Regions from separate parts of the Mus musculus genome. Here all the other regions are linked to region 1. Evidence: chromatin contacts called from public Hi-C and promoter capture Hi-C data. All regions are on one chromosome and are shown on one strand. The core of a region is the stretch at or near the end of the contact, and the rest is flanking DNA. Distances in the headings are between cores, read along the strand shown. Region 1 holds the start of Smoc2 (SPARC related modular calcium binding 2). Region 2 has its middle 25 kb from the start of Gm34916. Region 3 overlaps Gm38551 (a long non-coding RNA gene). Region 4 overlaps Gm38551 (a long non-coding RNA gene).

Region 1 (3,554 bases), core at 694-3,193:
GTAAAGAGACAAAGGGGGAAAGCAATAAGTTTCCAGAAGGGGTAGGGCAAGAAAAGAAAATCTGTCCTGTTTACCAATCTTAGACAGAGAGGGGGGGGGCGGTGGGGAGAGAGCGCACAGAGGGTGAGACATGTCTACTTGATACTTTTAGAAAATAGTATAGTGATTACACAAGTCTGCTGCTTAGAGCTCAGATACATGGTGCTAAGACCTTTTGAGAACTGGCCAGTTTCCCAGTGGACTTTTTAAATTTGCTCGAAGTGTGTGCACGAGCTCTGTACATACATGAACATCTGTGCACACATTCATATATGAATGCATGCATGTCGTCCCTTCAGGCTCTTCGGGGTAGGGCAAGACTGGGAGTGAAAACTCCCTGCAGTTTCCAGCTATGGTTCTAATCTATCAGTCGCTCACGAGACACAAGGCAGGGCCCTAGGACTGCCCCAGAAGAATTTTAGGTATGAACAATGAACTCACTCAATCTTCCCCCTTTCAAGCTGCTGAGAAACAGGGAGAGGGGAAGAAAAAGCAACAGGCTGGCCAGCTTGCTTCACTTTTGCAAAAAGCTTCGACTCGTGGGCTAGCCCTGGTTTTCCATAGGCTAAGCACCCTCCCCAGGGCACCTACCACTCCAACACTCCTCTCCACGGGAGCCTGCTCACCACCTTGGTGTTTTCTTAAGCACTTGTTCAAAAACACGTTTAAGTGGAATGCTTTCGTTTCTGCAGATTGCATTAATTATGGGTTCCCTAGCGCGCGGGCCGCAGAAGGGCTGCCCGCCGGGCTCTGCAGACACCAGCCCGCAGGAGTGGCCGCGGTTGTGTTGGCCCGAGGTGGACGCGCTCAGCCCCCATCCACAGCGCGGCTTTTGGCACCTCACCTCGCGCCTTGGCGTAGCCAGTACTGCAACTAAGAGAGACAAACTTAGAGCGGTCAACCACAGTGCCACGCGCGCTCGGGAGCGCGCCCTGGCGCGCACTGCATCCTGCTCCTGAGGAGAGGACCCACGAGACCAGGGGCGCTCCTCTATGCCTCCTGTGCTGGAGATTGTTCCTCCTCTATGAGTTGTTTTTTTTGTTTTTTGGCTTTTGGATTTTGGATTTTTTTTTTTAAAGAAACGCGCTCTTTAATTCAATGTCATATCTGCTTCTTCCTCTCAATTAAGGGTTCTCTGAGATGCTCCGCCACAAGTGGAACACATGGGATGTGGCCCCTTTCTCCCCCATAAGGGGGGTTGGGGTACAAGGGGTCCTCGTGGCGCTGGAGCCGAAGATTGCCCGCTTCCTAATCCTAGGCTGGGTCGGTGGCGTTGGCAAGGTGGGCACCCAGTCCCGGTGAGTTCGCCCTGAAAGAGCTGAGGTGCATAAGTGGCCCAGATCCTTGTTCCTGTGCCATCTCATCTCGCCCAAAGTGGGGGACTCCAGGCACTCCTGCATGTCAACTCCCTTCTATCCTGGACTAGTAGGACCAGCAGCCCTTCACATACTGAGTAGCTATCGACCCTGGACACGCACGCTGTGGGACTCTCCCGAACCCACCTGTTGGGGATTGCTGGGCCACCTGCTCCCGGAGCCTTGTCCCAGAAGGAAGAGTGGGTTCTCAGTGAGGGACAACAGAGAAAGACAGGGGCGCGTCCCGGGACTTACCGTGAGCGCTGAGAACTTCTGCGCGGGCACCGGCGGCAGCAAGGCAGCGAGCAGCGGCAGCCAGCACAGCTGTGGCGGCAGCATGGTGACGCTGGAGGGGACCAAGCGAGGCAGACGCCCCACGCGCTGCGCCCTGGCACTCGGCGAAGATCCGGTGTGCGAACGTGCGGGCGAGCGGGCTAGAACTGCTCCGCGGTCCTATGGCCGCTGGTGGAGACCGCACGGCCCCTCCGTGCGCTCTGGCCGGCGCTCCCCGAACTGCCGCTGCTGCTGTCAAACAGCCCTAGTTTCCCCGGATCCTCCTGTCCCGCCCTCTTCGCCCTCCCGCCCGCAAATCTCCTCCCTCCGCCCCACCTCCCTTAGCCACCGCGCCCGCGCAGGGGCCGCCCGGCGCGCAGGGCTGTGAAGGAGACAGCGAAGGCTACCAGGACTAGGCAAGCGTGTGTTGATGCTGTTTGCACGCCTCCTTCAAGCCAATGCCAGGGCACACCTTACAGGCATGCACACTCACACTGGCTCCAAGAGATGCACTGAGCCCCACCCTCCTGGCCTAGGGCGCCTTCTGTCTTCACCTTGGAGGGTCCCCACTGTGCCTTGGCTCGCCTGTGGCTTTACATTCACCAGAATGTAGCACTCTGAGATGCTAAGTGGTCATTGGCTCCTCGGTAGGGCCTCTGAGAACACCAGGAGTCCTGCATCTTTCCGCAGGTTAACGAGGAGGGCGGGAGGGGTCTGAAAACAGATCTGTGAGGCAGATGACTTCCTTGAGTTGGGCAAACTTAGAGAAAGGTGAGCGCACACATTGATGTGGCCGCTTCAAACAGTTTAGGCAAGCATTTCAGGTGTTCGGCAGCAAGCGCATTTGAGTAGGCTTTTGACTGTGATAGAAACCAAGGGGATTTTGCGCACCAGGTCCTGCAAAAGGAGCATTGCTGAAATAGTTTAGCCCTGGCTGGTAGCTTCACAGGAAAAGGCCCTAATTCTACCTCACGCAGAAAGCCAGCTGGGAAGACTTTCGAGAACAAAGAATCAATTGACTTGTCAGGGCCTCTCTGTAGGGAGCAAAACAGCAAGCTCACCTCTAACTTCTCTCTCCTCTGCTGCTCTGGAGATTCCTGTGAGATCGTAGACCAATCAGAAAGCAGCTACCCTGCCCTAGCCCAACACGGGGACCTCTGGAGAAGAACAGCGCTGGAGCTCCAAAAGGATAGCCTTGAAGAATGAAGTCAACCGAGCAAACAGTCCCAACTTCATCAGGTGGGCTGTGCCTATTTTCAGGAGGTCATTAGGAGTGGGCTTGTGGACAGCTGACATTCCCTCACTGGAGGAGAGAACGAATGGGAAGTATCACTGGACTTCACCTCAGATGGCGGGTGTTCGTGCAGTTCTTCCTAATAGTTGTCCTTCAGGGCCTCTGGAGGTACTCGAGATCATGAGCTGGGGCAAATTCCCCGAGAGGGGCTCCATCTATGTGGGTGTGGAAGCCATCATCCAAGCTGTGTGAAGACTGGACTATGGATGCTCTGACGTTAATCACATTCCTGCAGTGAACCCCTCACCTATGCATGTTAGTAAGCACAAGCTCACTAGCTCCCCGTGCTGAACTCCCCATGGAATCCTAGTTTGTTTTGCCACTGGGGCCTTTTGAGGAGAGATAGATCTTGCTTATGTCTCCTCAGGAAAGGAACTCTCACATCACACAGGGAAAGAGAACCTTCTAGAGATGGCTGCTGAAAGAAACCTTCAAAACTCGAAATCTGTCAAGCCTTCAACACCCTTCCTACACTGAGGACATGGAGGAACATCGTAGCAAAACTCTTCAGGGTCAGACTCAGCCCAGGGACAGGCATGACTGAGTAAGCAAATAACATATACATTGAACCAAAAAAAATGATACAAATGTTG
Region 2 (3,554 bases), core at 578-3,077, 220 kb before region 1:
GTCCTCAAACTCACAGAGATTCCCCCCCCCCCCCGCCTCTGTTGAGATTAAAAGCATGCACCACCACACCTGGTCCTGTGTTTGTTTCAACAACTATTCAACTGACTATTTTAACTATTCATTGAGAGATATAGACTTTGGGTCTCCTTATTTGTGGTATGTAATTTCTCTTATTTGCAAGTTTCTTATAATACAGTCTTTAAAACTATTAAATTAGCATATACTAGCTGTGCAAAGACGGCCTTCATTATGTTTCACAGACCACCATGTACTGTTGTCGGGTTGCCCTCCTTCCCCCACCCCTTACCTTGTCTTGCTCCATCCTGTTTTCTCATATCCCTCTTTCCAAATAATCTTCCCATCTACTTTCATGTCCTTTTTGTTATTGTTATTGTTATTGTTATTGTTAAATCTTAGCTGGGTATAGGAGAGAAAAACGTGAGTGTGTGTGTGTGTGTGTGTGTGTGTGTGTGTGTGTGTGTTTCCAATTCTGGCTTGTTAAGCTGAAGACGATAATTTCTTGTTCCATCTACTTTCCTGCAACTGACCCAACTTCATTTTTCATAGCTGAATAATACTCCACTGTGTATTTTCACCCACCCTCACTGATGGGCATCGGGGTATCAGTCATCCCCTCTCTTTTACTATCTCTCTCCATTCTTCTCCCTCCTTTTTGTTTTGGAGTGTGGGGCCCTTGTAGAAGATTCCCAGAGAGTTTCCCTAGCTCTTGGCCTCCTTAGCAGTGAGCTCTCTTTCTCCTGCGGCAGTCACGGAGACAGCGGTGGGTTGGGTACTTAACTCCCTCAGACTATGTTCAAGATTTTGGCCTTGCATTCATGGCAATTACAGGAATAGTTTTCTCACATTTTAGAAATTATCATCAAAGATTTCAGGCTAATTCTATTTTTATTTTCATAGTCCAAGCAGAAGGTAAAAAGCAGGTGCAGACGTTCCCCACAAAGGGCTGAAGGTGGAGTATCTCCCCTGGGCCTTGACTCGTGGGCTGTTTAATCAAGGAGAAGCTACATTCCATGCTCAGCAATTTCCTGCCCTGAGATAGAGAGGCCACCTCGTCCCCTTGGTCTGGGTCTGATTGACAAGGGCATGGTCAGGTCACTTTGCCTTAGTTTTCTTTTTTCCATCTTGTCAGTGCTTTGTTTTTGCTTTCCACGCCCACCCCATTTTACCAATGTCAAGAAGGTGCACTACAGAGGGGCCGCACCTTCCCTGGCTGCCGGTGTTCCAAGTATTCCCTGCAGCTGGCTGGAGATGCTCCAACAGAGAAAGAGAAAACGGTGTGGTCTTTGGATACCTGCACCTAGGAGGTGGGGTGCATTTACCCACCCCAATGCAGAGCCCTGGGAACCTCTCCCAGCCCTATTGCCACAAAACAACTGAAAATGGAAGTATTACCAATTATTATCAGTTCCTGAGTGGGGAATATTGATCCAGGTCACGTCTTACAGCTTAACATCTAGAACGCGGCTGCCTTTCAGGTGCCCGAAGGGGACCTGCGCACACATTTGCCTGGAATATTGACAACCACGCACGCTGAAACCAGTGCCAGAGAAGTCGAATAAATTACAGCTCCATTAATGGGCCCGTCCGCCTCAATGGATGCCAGATGTTGCACAGGTGACCTAAAGGAATGCTACAATCCCCCAGTTCCCATAAATAATGGAAGAAGCTGTCAGGCGGGGTAGGCAAACATGGAGCACACAGACGGAGCCAGCATTCCTGATGTTTTAACGCTTTGTCCACCAAAGATTCTATTTGTCTTTCGATGGAGGAAATTAACGGAATGCAAGCCAGGAATAAGTTGGGTGAATGAAGCCCTGTGGCATCGTCTGTAGAACTGGGGTGGGAAAGGCTTGGTCTCGTCGAAACCTACAAGTACGTGCCTTCGTTTCTTGGCTTTTTGTCCCGAGTCTCTGCTCAGAGGAGACCTCAGCTTTTGGACACTGAGCCCTGGATGTTACTCCTGACACACAGTGCCACTTCCTATCATGTCTTCTCTGTTGGAATGTGTCTTACTGTGTGATTCTTTAAGCTGTGACCATTTAAACAATTCCTTATTTTTGAAAATTTCAAACATAAATTAAATAAAATATGATTACATCTACCACTATATCCATTCCCCTATATCCTACCTAACATCTGCCTCCCAACCTCATGCCTTTTTAAGATTTAAAAGGCCATCAGTGTGGGGTGTGAGTCCTCCACTGGAGCGTAGAAACCTGCAGTGGACACATCCTCAAAAAAAACCGAATGAGTCTTCTTTCCTCAGAAAGTATCCACTGCCAATAACTCTAACCCATGAGAGAAAAAGAAGGAAGGGGGGAGGGAGAGGGGGGAGAGGGAGATTGAGGGAAGGGGGAGAGAGGGAGGGAGGGAGGGAGAGAGAGAGGAAAAAAACAAGCAAAATCCCAACCAACCAGCCAATCAAGAGCCCACCATGGACTAAGCACGTAGAGTTCCAGCAACAACACAGTAATGAATGGAAGAGAATCTGCAATCCTACAGAACATTCCCGAGGGCTCATCTCATTCTGTTTTCTCTGAAGATTCTTTTGGACATTGTATTGAGCTGTAATTGACATACAGCCGAGGAAACATGCCTTAATGTACAATTGTGTAAGCTTGCTTCAGAGTACTGAGCCATGGGTAACTGACATCTTGCCGGGAACCCATGGTAAAGTGTAGTTTGCTAAGTCTACACCTGCGCCCATTCATAGTTAACCATCTCCCCATCTTCGCTCTGTCCCCAGACAACTCTGCAGGCCACTCCACGTGCTCTAGAGCTGGTCTTTGGGGGCCTGAGTGGTGCTCACTTTGGCATGTACTTGTCAATATGGTTGAAGGTCAAGATACCAACTCCTTGCTTTCTTTCCATCTATCCTTTCTTCCTTCCTCTCTCTCTCTCTCTCTCTCTCTCTCTCTCTCTCTCTCTTTCTTTCTTTCCTCCTTCCTTCCTTCCTTCCTTCCTTCCCTCCTCCCTCCCTCCCTCTCTTTCTTCCCTCCCTCCTTCCTTCCCTACTTCCTTCCTTCCTTCTATACCTTTCTTCTTTCTTTCAAAAAGCCTCTGCATCTTTCTGTTCCCTCTCTTGGAGCTGGGCTTATGTTATATTTTGCTTCTCGGTGTGATAAGATCCTTATAATATGATTTTATGAAATAATCTGAGGTGTTTTTAAAAACGTTCTGCAAGAAGAAAGCAGACCCTGTCTCTCCCCATCCTGAGGTATTCACGCTCCCCTCTCCAGGCCCTCAGGGCTCCACAGCCTACTCCTGCAGCTGTTCTTGGGCCCTAGTTCTTACTGTGATATTGAGTCTCCATTTTGCTTATTTGAAGAAGTATTTCTCTCTCCTTCGTTATCTCCTGAAGTACATTTGGGCAAACATCTCATTAGGGCAGCTTTCTGCGGCACGGCTGCCTGCCTGGGGTTTGTACCCAGGGTATTCGCTAGATACTTCCCAGCGGGAAGCCAAGAATTGTGTACGGCTTCCTGTCACCACAGCAAGTAAGCACAAGCCACCACAGCCAGAATACATGGACT
Region 3 (3,554 bases), core at 354-2,853, 200 kb before region 1:
ATCTTCAGACCCACAGATAAATGTAGCTCTCACCCCTCTTAAAAGAAACTTCTCTTTACAACAGATGGAGACCATTACAGAAAAACCACAATCAATCAAATGATCATGTGGTACCCAGCCCCGGGTGACACATAGCACACACAGCTCCTGCACTCAAGGTTCAGGGAACATCACGGAATAAGGGCAGAAAGATTGTACAAAAGAGAGAAATTTTACTGTGAGATTTCACCTCTTAGAACTGACAGAGAAGCTACATCCATCCATGAAATTGCATCAACATGATTGCTTAAACAAGACCTGAACTGCAGCAACACCAAGACGCACATTAATATGAAACAGGGAAATCTCTCGGGGTCCCAACCCGAACCAAAGAATGAAAGGCAAGTAAAGGATGCAGTGAATGGGAAGAATAATCTTCCCTGATTGGTTATCCAATGCCATGTGGTCAGCCCCCAAATCATGTGTCATATACATGCAAGTGACATTATATGAGCTGAGCAGGGTGTGTGTGTGTATGTATACACATAGCTTGTGTGTGTGTGTATATATATGTACATATATATGTTTATATATATACATATGTACATATATATGTAAATGTCGTGAGAGAAGAGAGAGGCATGAAATCAAGAGAGGATGGTGGGGGATGCATGGGGATGGGTTAAAGGAGGAAAACTATATAATTATATTTTAACTTAAAAAATAACTTGGCCTGGATAGATGGCTCAATAGTCAAGTGCACATGTTGCTGTTACTGGGTTTGGTTTCCAGCACCACTTAGCTGGCCAGCAATGGCAGGGTCCAGTAGCTTGTGCCCTTGTCCCCTCATGCTCCCCCTATGGAGACTGGAATATTACATCAGATTATAGAAAGAGCAGAGGGAGGGGTCACTCCTGTTTGTGACCTGAGGAAGTGCATCACATTTTAAGCATATGGGACTCATTTCGCCTTGTGCATGGCTTTGAGGCTGGGCACATCCTGACAACACGGACGGTTACACCAGCCTGTCTTTCTGCCGTCCTCGCTGTGACCACACTGCTCTGAGTATTTCAGTCTGTGGCCTCATTTTGGCCACGTGCAGCCGGCACCAGCTCAGTGGCTGGGCCACACCAGTGCAGGCCACACAAACAGGAGAGCTAGCCAAGCCCCCAGCAGTTCTGTCCGCGAGGCTGCCGCGCGCTGCATCTCTGAGGCTACCCTGCTGGTGGTGATCACTCACAAGGTTCACACCATGGTACCTGCAGTGGCTGGCTGGGCATGTGGGGGAGGAAAGTGCACATGGCTGACTATGGAAAAGGCAAAACTCTAGCTGGAATCTGAAGGAAGTCAGGGACTTATCCTGCTACAGGCTTCTCCTGGGCACAGAGAAAGTGCCCGTGAGGTTGTCTGTTGAAGAGCACGCATGGAGATACATGGGAAAGTGACTGAGACCTGCCTGGAGGACCAGTGATGAAAGACTGATAGACACAGAGAAAAGGCAGGGGTGACACCAGACGACCATGGACTGATGCCTGGGCCACGCGTTCCTCCTGTAAAGACTTCCTGCTTGAAGCTGGGGCGAGCACAGGCTCCTTCCATCGGTTTCTTCTTTCGCTGATGAGAACCAGGCCGCAGCAGTGCGTGAGGAAAGGCGTGATGACATTTAGCTTTGCACCAGCAGAAACACTTTAAGAGATTTAAAGATGCTTATCTCAGTTAAACCAGGGGAATGTTTGGGCCCATGAAAGCAAACAGCCTCTGGCAGCCTCTTTTCTTCCCCTCCCTGTAGGATCTTTCAGAGTGCCCCCAGAGCTGCTACGGGGCCTCAACACCCCAGCGCGCCCCCATCTCTAGCGTTCTTTGTTTTATTAACATTCTAAGTGTTTAGCAATGTCAGTAGAAAGCTACGATGACAAGTTTCTGGCGGCTCTTCTCTGGAAACAGTGAGGACAGCGAGTCGTTACAGGTGTGCCAGAGGCTACACTGTCACCAGAATAAGTCTAGCAAAGAGCCATTGGCCCCCAGGTCAGGGAGGGGCGGGAACTGTCTAGTCGAGTCCCCAGTGTGCTGGGCTCTACAAGTGTCTGGCAATGATTTTTAAGAGTGGTATAAAGGCTGAGCCCCAGCTCCACACGGTGCCAGCACACTTGAGAAGCTCAGAGCAACGAGGCTCTTTTTAAAGGTTGTAGCTGAAAATGAGCTCTTAAGACCACTTACAACCATAGTGATTTATGCAGCTGAATAAACACGGCATTTAAAAAGAAAAATTTTAAACTATAAAGTATGACATATTTAATGGGGACGGGGTGATGTGATAGGATCACCAAACTTCGTAAAACTTTAAATAAAATTAACACACATCACTTTTAATACACCCATGTCAAAGCATCTTAAAGTCGCAAGAAATAAACACATAGGACCTTGGCCCCCTTTTAAAGCCACACTAACATGTGAATCCTTATCTCCATTTATCAGAGGCTTTTTATAGCCTGGGTGGATGACAGAGATCCGGTTTCAGTGCTGCTAACAGTTTCCTTTGATGTTCTAATCCTGGGAGGTCGGAGGGAGACCCTCCACAAACCTCTGGGCTCTGGTGCTAGCTGGCACTTCTCCGCTCTGCTGCAGGCTCTCTGCACACTCTTTCTCCTACAACCTGCTCCTGCCTTTGAGTCCTAAGGCTGACACTGGTCTGGCCTGTTTCATTTCTATTGTGCCCAGGAATATCCCTCCAAACTAGGAGCTCTTTATTGGGCACACTGCAAGACTTGGGGCAGACCACTACCTCCTGGCCTCTGGTGCATTTGACTTCTACCTATATCCTGCTAGCCCTTCCTTCTGCCTGTTTCCAGCTTCCACCTTGTTCCTGGTGTTTCTTTAATCCTCTTCCTTGCATCTGCCGTCAGCAAGGGTGGCCATGAAGAACCTAGCGTGGATTTTGGGACACTTTGCTCAGGGCTCAGGGAAGGGTTCTTCCTATCTGTACTAGCATCTCTTTGTTTAACAGCTTGCTTTGTCTTTGAGGGACGTCTCCTCCTAGAGCTCACACTTGCTTGGAACACCCTAACTCAGGCTGGTCTCCCACCATATTCCTGCCTCAACTTCCCCAGTGTCAGGGTTACAGATGTATATCACCACCCCAGATTTGGCTATTAGTGGCTTTTCTGAGGTCTCATTTGTAGGGCATGTGTCTTAAATGTACAATTTGATGATTTTTTAATTATATATATATATATATATATATATATATATGAGTATTTCATCTGCATGTATGTTTCTGATCCACATGCATGCCTGGTTCCCAGAGTTCAAAATTCAGATCCTTTGAAACTGTGGATCATGCCACATTTTGGGGCTCAAAATATGGATATCATCTCTCTTATAGCACCCTAAGCCAGGTGTCCAAGATTTGTGGTCAGCAGGCCAGAGCCTACTCTTGGCTTGTGGGTGGCAACTGCCTGATGTGTCCACACGTAGCCTTTCCTTGGTGAACACCCACTCACATCTCTGCTGGATCACCTCTTCCTATATGAATAACTGTGAAACTGGACGGAAGCCACCCTCATTTCAACTGGATT
Region 4 (3,554 bases), core at 336-2,835, 180 kb before region 1:
TTCAGAGAGACACATACAAGAAGATGTATCTCCCTGTCAGAATATAAGTTGCTTTAGCCAAGCAAAAGCTCTAAGGAAGATGTCTGAGGAAAGTTAACGGACTGACTGTGCTTACCAAGGGACGCGTTCTCACTAGAGCACCCAACTTAGCCATGAGCCATCGGCTTCCGTACCTTGTGCACAATCCATGCGTGTCTGCCCCATGTTGGGAAACAAACCTGCTGGCACCTTGCACAGCCCATCCTTGCTGTCAGAAGGTGGCCCAGGCTGGACAGCCCTGTGTGCTATTCTGGAAGGAGAGCCAGCCCCTCCTTATTTACATACTTAAAACTGTTTGATTCATAAACCACAGCCCAAATATTTTCTTTTAAAATCTCTGTAAGTATTGAGACATACTTCACAGAAAGCTCTGTGTGTCCCCGAGAGCAGCTGCACTGGAGAATACCTGCCTTGTTTTATAGAAAAACACCTAAATCATTCCTTGAGGTCCAGCCATTGGGGCATTCAGATCAAAACTGACTTCTGAAGAAACAGGCCTTGTTGATTTTTTGTTTTACAAAGATGATGATTTGGCTAAGCATTTAGACATTCCTCCCAGGGCAGAGGTATCAGCCCATCCAGAAACTATCGGGGTTGAAATGATTAATTACCCAATAGACTCTTTCAGAACGGTGTTTATACTGCCATGTGCAACACCACAGGAGTGCAGAAATGCCTTCCAAATTCCCAGGCTTCTTCCAAGACTATAGAGGAGAAGCTGGGCTTGGTGCCAGGTAGAGCCTTTCCAAGGCCATAACAGTGACCCATGGGCACCGAGGCCTCGAAGAGAAGAGCCCATGTCCACAGCTTCCTCTGCATCCCACTTGCACTTTGGCCACTAGTGTCTTCCATCAAGAAGGATGGTGTACAGGTTAGAGTGTCCATGCAGCTGGATGAAGGACTGGGGAAGAAAGCCAGGCTGCAGCCTCCCTGGGTCTCGGCAGGATCCACGGAGCAGGTGTGTGCCAGCCAGTAGCACAAACCACGCTCTGTTGGGTGAAGGTGGCTGGCCTAGCCTCCCGCTGCTCTGCACAGACTTTGCCTTGGCAGTGGCTGTCCATTGCCTAAACGCCCAGTTCACTTCAGCTGCAGTGTTTGCTCTCTTTGCTTGGATAAAACAATCTTTCTCTGGGTAATTTGAGACCCTGGAGGTGAACATGTGGTGTTATTTTTCTCGCTCTTTCACCAAGTTCATTTTTCTGGGAACTAGGAAAGGCTCATTATGTGAGTCTGCATCTAATCTACAGAAATGGTAATGGTTGATGTTGCTTTCCGAAGGTCCCTCCCCACTTGCACCCTGACTCCCCATCCATTCCTTTGCTTTGTTCTAAAACCAAAGCCTGTGCAGTTGGTATGGTCAGCAGAACAATGGCATAAAACTTGGATTAGTAACATTTCTCACTGCTGTGAAAAAGCCCCTGACAAAAGCAACAGAACGAAGGTCTTGGTTCATGGTTCTGTGATACAGCACATGACAGCAGGGGAGGCAGGCAGCAGGAACATAAGGCTATGCAGCAGGAGCATGGGGACATGCAGCAGGAACATAAGGCCATGCAGCAGGAGCATGGGGACATGCAGCAGGAACATAAGGCCATGCAGCAGGAGCACGGGGACATGCAGCAGGAGCATGGGGCATGCAGCAGGAGCATGGGGACATGCAGCAGGAGCATGGGGACATGCAGCAGGAGCATAAGGCCATGCAGCAGGAGCATGGGGACATGCAGCAGGAGCGTGGGAACATGCAGCAGGAGCATGGGACATGCAGCAGGAGCATGGGACATGCAGCAGGAGCATGGGACATGCAGCAGGAGCATGGGGACATGCAGCAGGAGCATAAGGCCATGCAGCAGGAGCATGGGGACATGCAGCAGGAGCGTGGGAACATGCAGCAGGAGCATGGGACATGCAGCAGGAGCATGGGACATGCAGCAGGAGCATGGGGACATGCAGTAGGAGCATGAGGCTATGCAGCAGGAGCGAGAGGACATGCAACAGGAGCATAGGGACATGCAGCAGGAGCAAGAGGACATGCAGCAGGAGCATGAAGCCATGTAGCAGAAGCATGAGGACATGCATCAGGAGCATGGGACATGCATCAGGAGCATGGGACATACAGCAGGAGCATGGGACATGCAGCAGGAGCATGGGGACATGCAGCAGGAGCATGAAGCCATGCAGCAGAAGCATGAGGACATGCATCAGGAGCATGGGACATGCATCAGGAGCATGGGACATGCAGCAGGAGCATGGGGACATGCAGCAGGAGCATGGGACATGCAGCAGGAGTGAGGGGACATGCAGCAGGAGCGAGGGGACATGCAGCAGGAGTGAGGGGACATGCAGCAAGAGCATTATTTCTTAGGTGATCCTAGATTGTATCTAATTGGCAGCATTAAACACCTTGAAAAGTGAAAAGCCAAGACACTAGGGACAGAAGCTTCCCAGACTCAAGCGCAGGGGCAGTAAGACACGTTTGCCTCCCACTAAAGGGTCTTCTACCCCATTCATTTGAAAGAATAAATATAAATGATAATAAAATTTAAAGTAAATTAAAAAAAACATACTACATGAAAAACAAAGTTTTAGCTATTGCTAATTTGGCAACAGAGTGTCTATCAGATTTTCCATGTTAGTAGTATCCCAGGACTTTGTTAAATTTTCTTAATGTATGTAATTGGCATATGTGTGTTAGGTCAATTTTCAAATAATTGGAAGAATTTAGTTATGATAGCAGCCATGAAAGGTGTGTTGTTGTTTTTATTGTTGTTGTTGTTGTTGATATTGTTGTGGCCATGCAGCTCACCTGAGTCCTTTCTCTCTCTTCTCATCACCAGAAGTCCATTTCTGGGGTATCTTGGTGGCCTTGGTACAACCTGAGCTGCCTTCTCTACATTCTCAGCATGGATAAGTGTTGCTCCACTTGGCTGTTTCTAGCTCTTCTTCCTCAATATTGTAGGTTCCTTGTGTAACTGATGTGCCATGCTTACCCTCAAAATAATACCAATAGATTTTATGCTAATAATATTTAAGTGTTTGTGCTAATAGTATGATGCTGGTAATAATATATTAGGCTTTTTGAGGCTGGACATGCTACATAGGGTCTCTACACGTCATCCACGGTAAAACACAATGGAAGCAGGATGGCTGGCTTTTGTTGGCCAGGCTCTAGTAATTTTTAAGCATCCCATAGAACTGTAACTTAAATCGGACAAGACAAGTGTTCTGGAGTCTGATGTCTCTGGGAGCTTGGTGGAGGTATCAGCACAGAGTCTGGGGTAAACACACCAGCTTTCAGGTTCCACATACGTACCTACTGTGATCCACTAGAAAAATCACTAAGTTAAAAAAAAAAATAGGCCTTCGGGAGCAGGTATCTCTGACTGTACCCAGCAGAGGATCAGGCTTACCTGCTCCTCACTCTGTCTCTCCCAGCTACAGCCCTTCTGGAACAGCCAGGCACCCCACCTCCCCTTTTGGACCATGCCTTCTATCTGGAATATTCTTGTGATACAGAA

The links. Promoter capture Hi-C pulls out the DNA fragments that hold promoters and counts their contacts. A called contact is a pair of places that touch in the nucleus more often than the background predicts.
Region 2: a promoter capture Hi-C map of second pharyngeal arch cranial neural crest shows a contact between it and region 1, with 5 times the contacts expected there. The contact joins the enhancer-like site here to the promoter of Smoc2 in region 1. A contact is called at or near these places in 12 of 39 promoter capture datasets (the HPC-7 cell line, the SN4741 cell line, cranial neural crest and 7 more), 6 of 484 Hi-C or Micro-C datasets (embryonic fibroblasts, embryonic stem cells, myocytes and 1 more), 10 of 115 datasets of contacts at active chromatin or transcription factors (craniofacial prominence, embryonic basal ganglia, embryonic hindbrain and 7 more) and 1 of 9 other capture datasets (pancreatic islet).
Region 3: a Hi-C map of uterus shows a contact between it and region 1, with 4 times the contacts expected there. The contact joins the enhancer-like site here to the promoter of Smoc2 in region 1. A contact is called at or near these places in 12 of 39 promoter capture datasets (the 3T3-L1 cell line, the HPC-7 cell line, the SN4741 cell line and 8 more), 4 of 484 Hi-C or Micro-C datasets (embryonic fibroblasts, nephron progenitors and uterus), 6 of 115 datasets of contacts at active chromatin or transcription factors (craniofacial prominence, embryonic hindbrain, embryonic limb bud and 3 more) and 1 of 9 other capture datasets (embryonic stem cells).
Region 4: a promoter capture Hi-C map of cranial neural crest shows a contact between it and region 1. The contact joins the enhancer-like site here to the promoter of Smoc2 in region 1. A contact is called at or near these places in 11 of 39 promoter capture datasets (the 3T3-L1 cell line, cranial neural crest, embryonic stem cells and 6 more), 1 of 15 datasets of contacts at CTCF or cohesin (the NIH/3T3 cell line), 1 of 484 Hi-C or Micro-C datasets (nephron progenitors), 2 of 115 datasets of contacts at active chromatin or transcription factors (craniofacial prominence and stem cell-derived neural progenitor cells) and 1 of 9 other capture datasets (embryonic stem cells).

Annotation. Positions count from the first base shown.
Region 1 is chr17:14,277,895-14,281,448 of GRCm38.p6, reverse strand. Smoc2 (SPARC related modular calcium binding 2) reads right to left here and starts at 1,943. Exons shown (of 13, transcript NM_022315.2): 1 at 1,650-1,943. The coding sequence starts at 1,733. It overlaps Gm52280 (a long non-coding RNA gene), which reads left to right and starts at 938. Exons shown (of 3, transcript XR_003952216.1): 1 at 938-1,337; 2 at 2,761-2,906; 3 at 3,329-3,554.
Region 2 is chr17:14,495,369-14,498,922 of GRCm38.p6, reverse strand. No RefSeq gene overlaps it. Among named protein-coding and RNA genes, the nearest start is that of Gm34916, 25 kb to the left of the region's middle. Within about 2 kb of position 1,827, at least 7 of the 459 cell types and tissues checked have an H3K27ac peak or open chromatin away from gene starts, as enhancers often do. A contact at or near this core is called in embryonic limb bud and second pharyngeal arch cranial neural crest, where this site is marked.
Region 3 is chr17:14,474,475-14,478,028 of GRCm38.p6, reverse strand. The region is part of intron 1 of Gm38551 (a long non-coding RNA gene); the gene reads right to left. Among named protein-coding and RNA genes, the nearest start is that of Gm38551, 26 kb to the right of the region's middle. Within about 2 kb of position 1,603, at least 31 of the 459 cell types and tissues checked have an H3K27ac peak or open chromatin away from gene starts, as enhancers often do. A contact at or near this core is called in uterus, where this site is marked.
Region 4 is chr17:14,452,857-14,456,410 of GRCm38.p6, reverse strand. The region is part of intron 1 of Gm38551 (a long non-coding RNA gene); the gene reads right to left. Among named protein-coding and RNA genes, the nearest start is that of Gm38551, 4.7 kb to the right of the region's middle. Within about 2 kb of position 1,585, at least 22 of the 459 cell types and tissues checked have an H3K27ac peak or open chromatin away from gene starts, as enhancers often do. A contact at or near this core is called in second pharyngeal arch cranial neural crest, where this site is marked.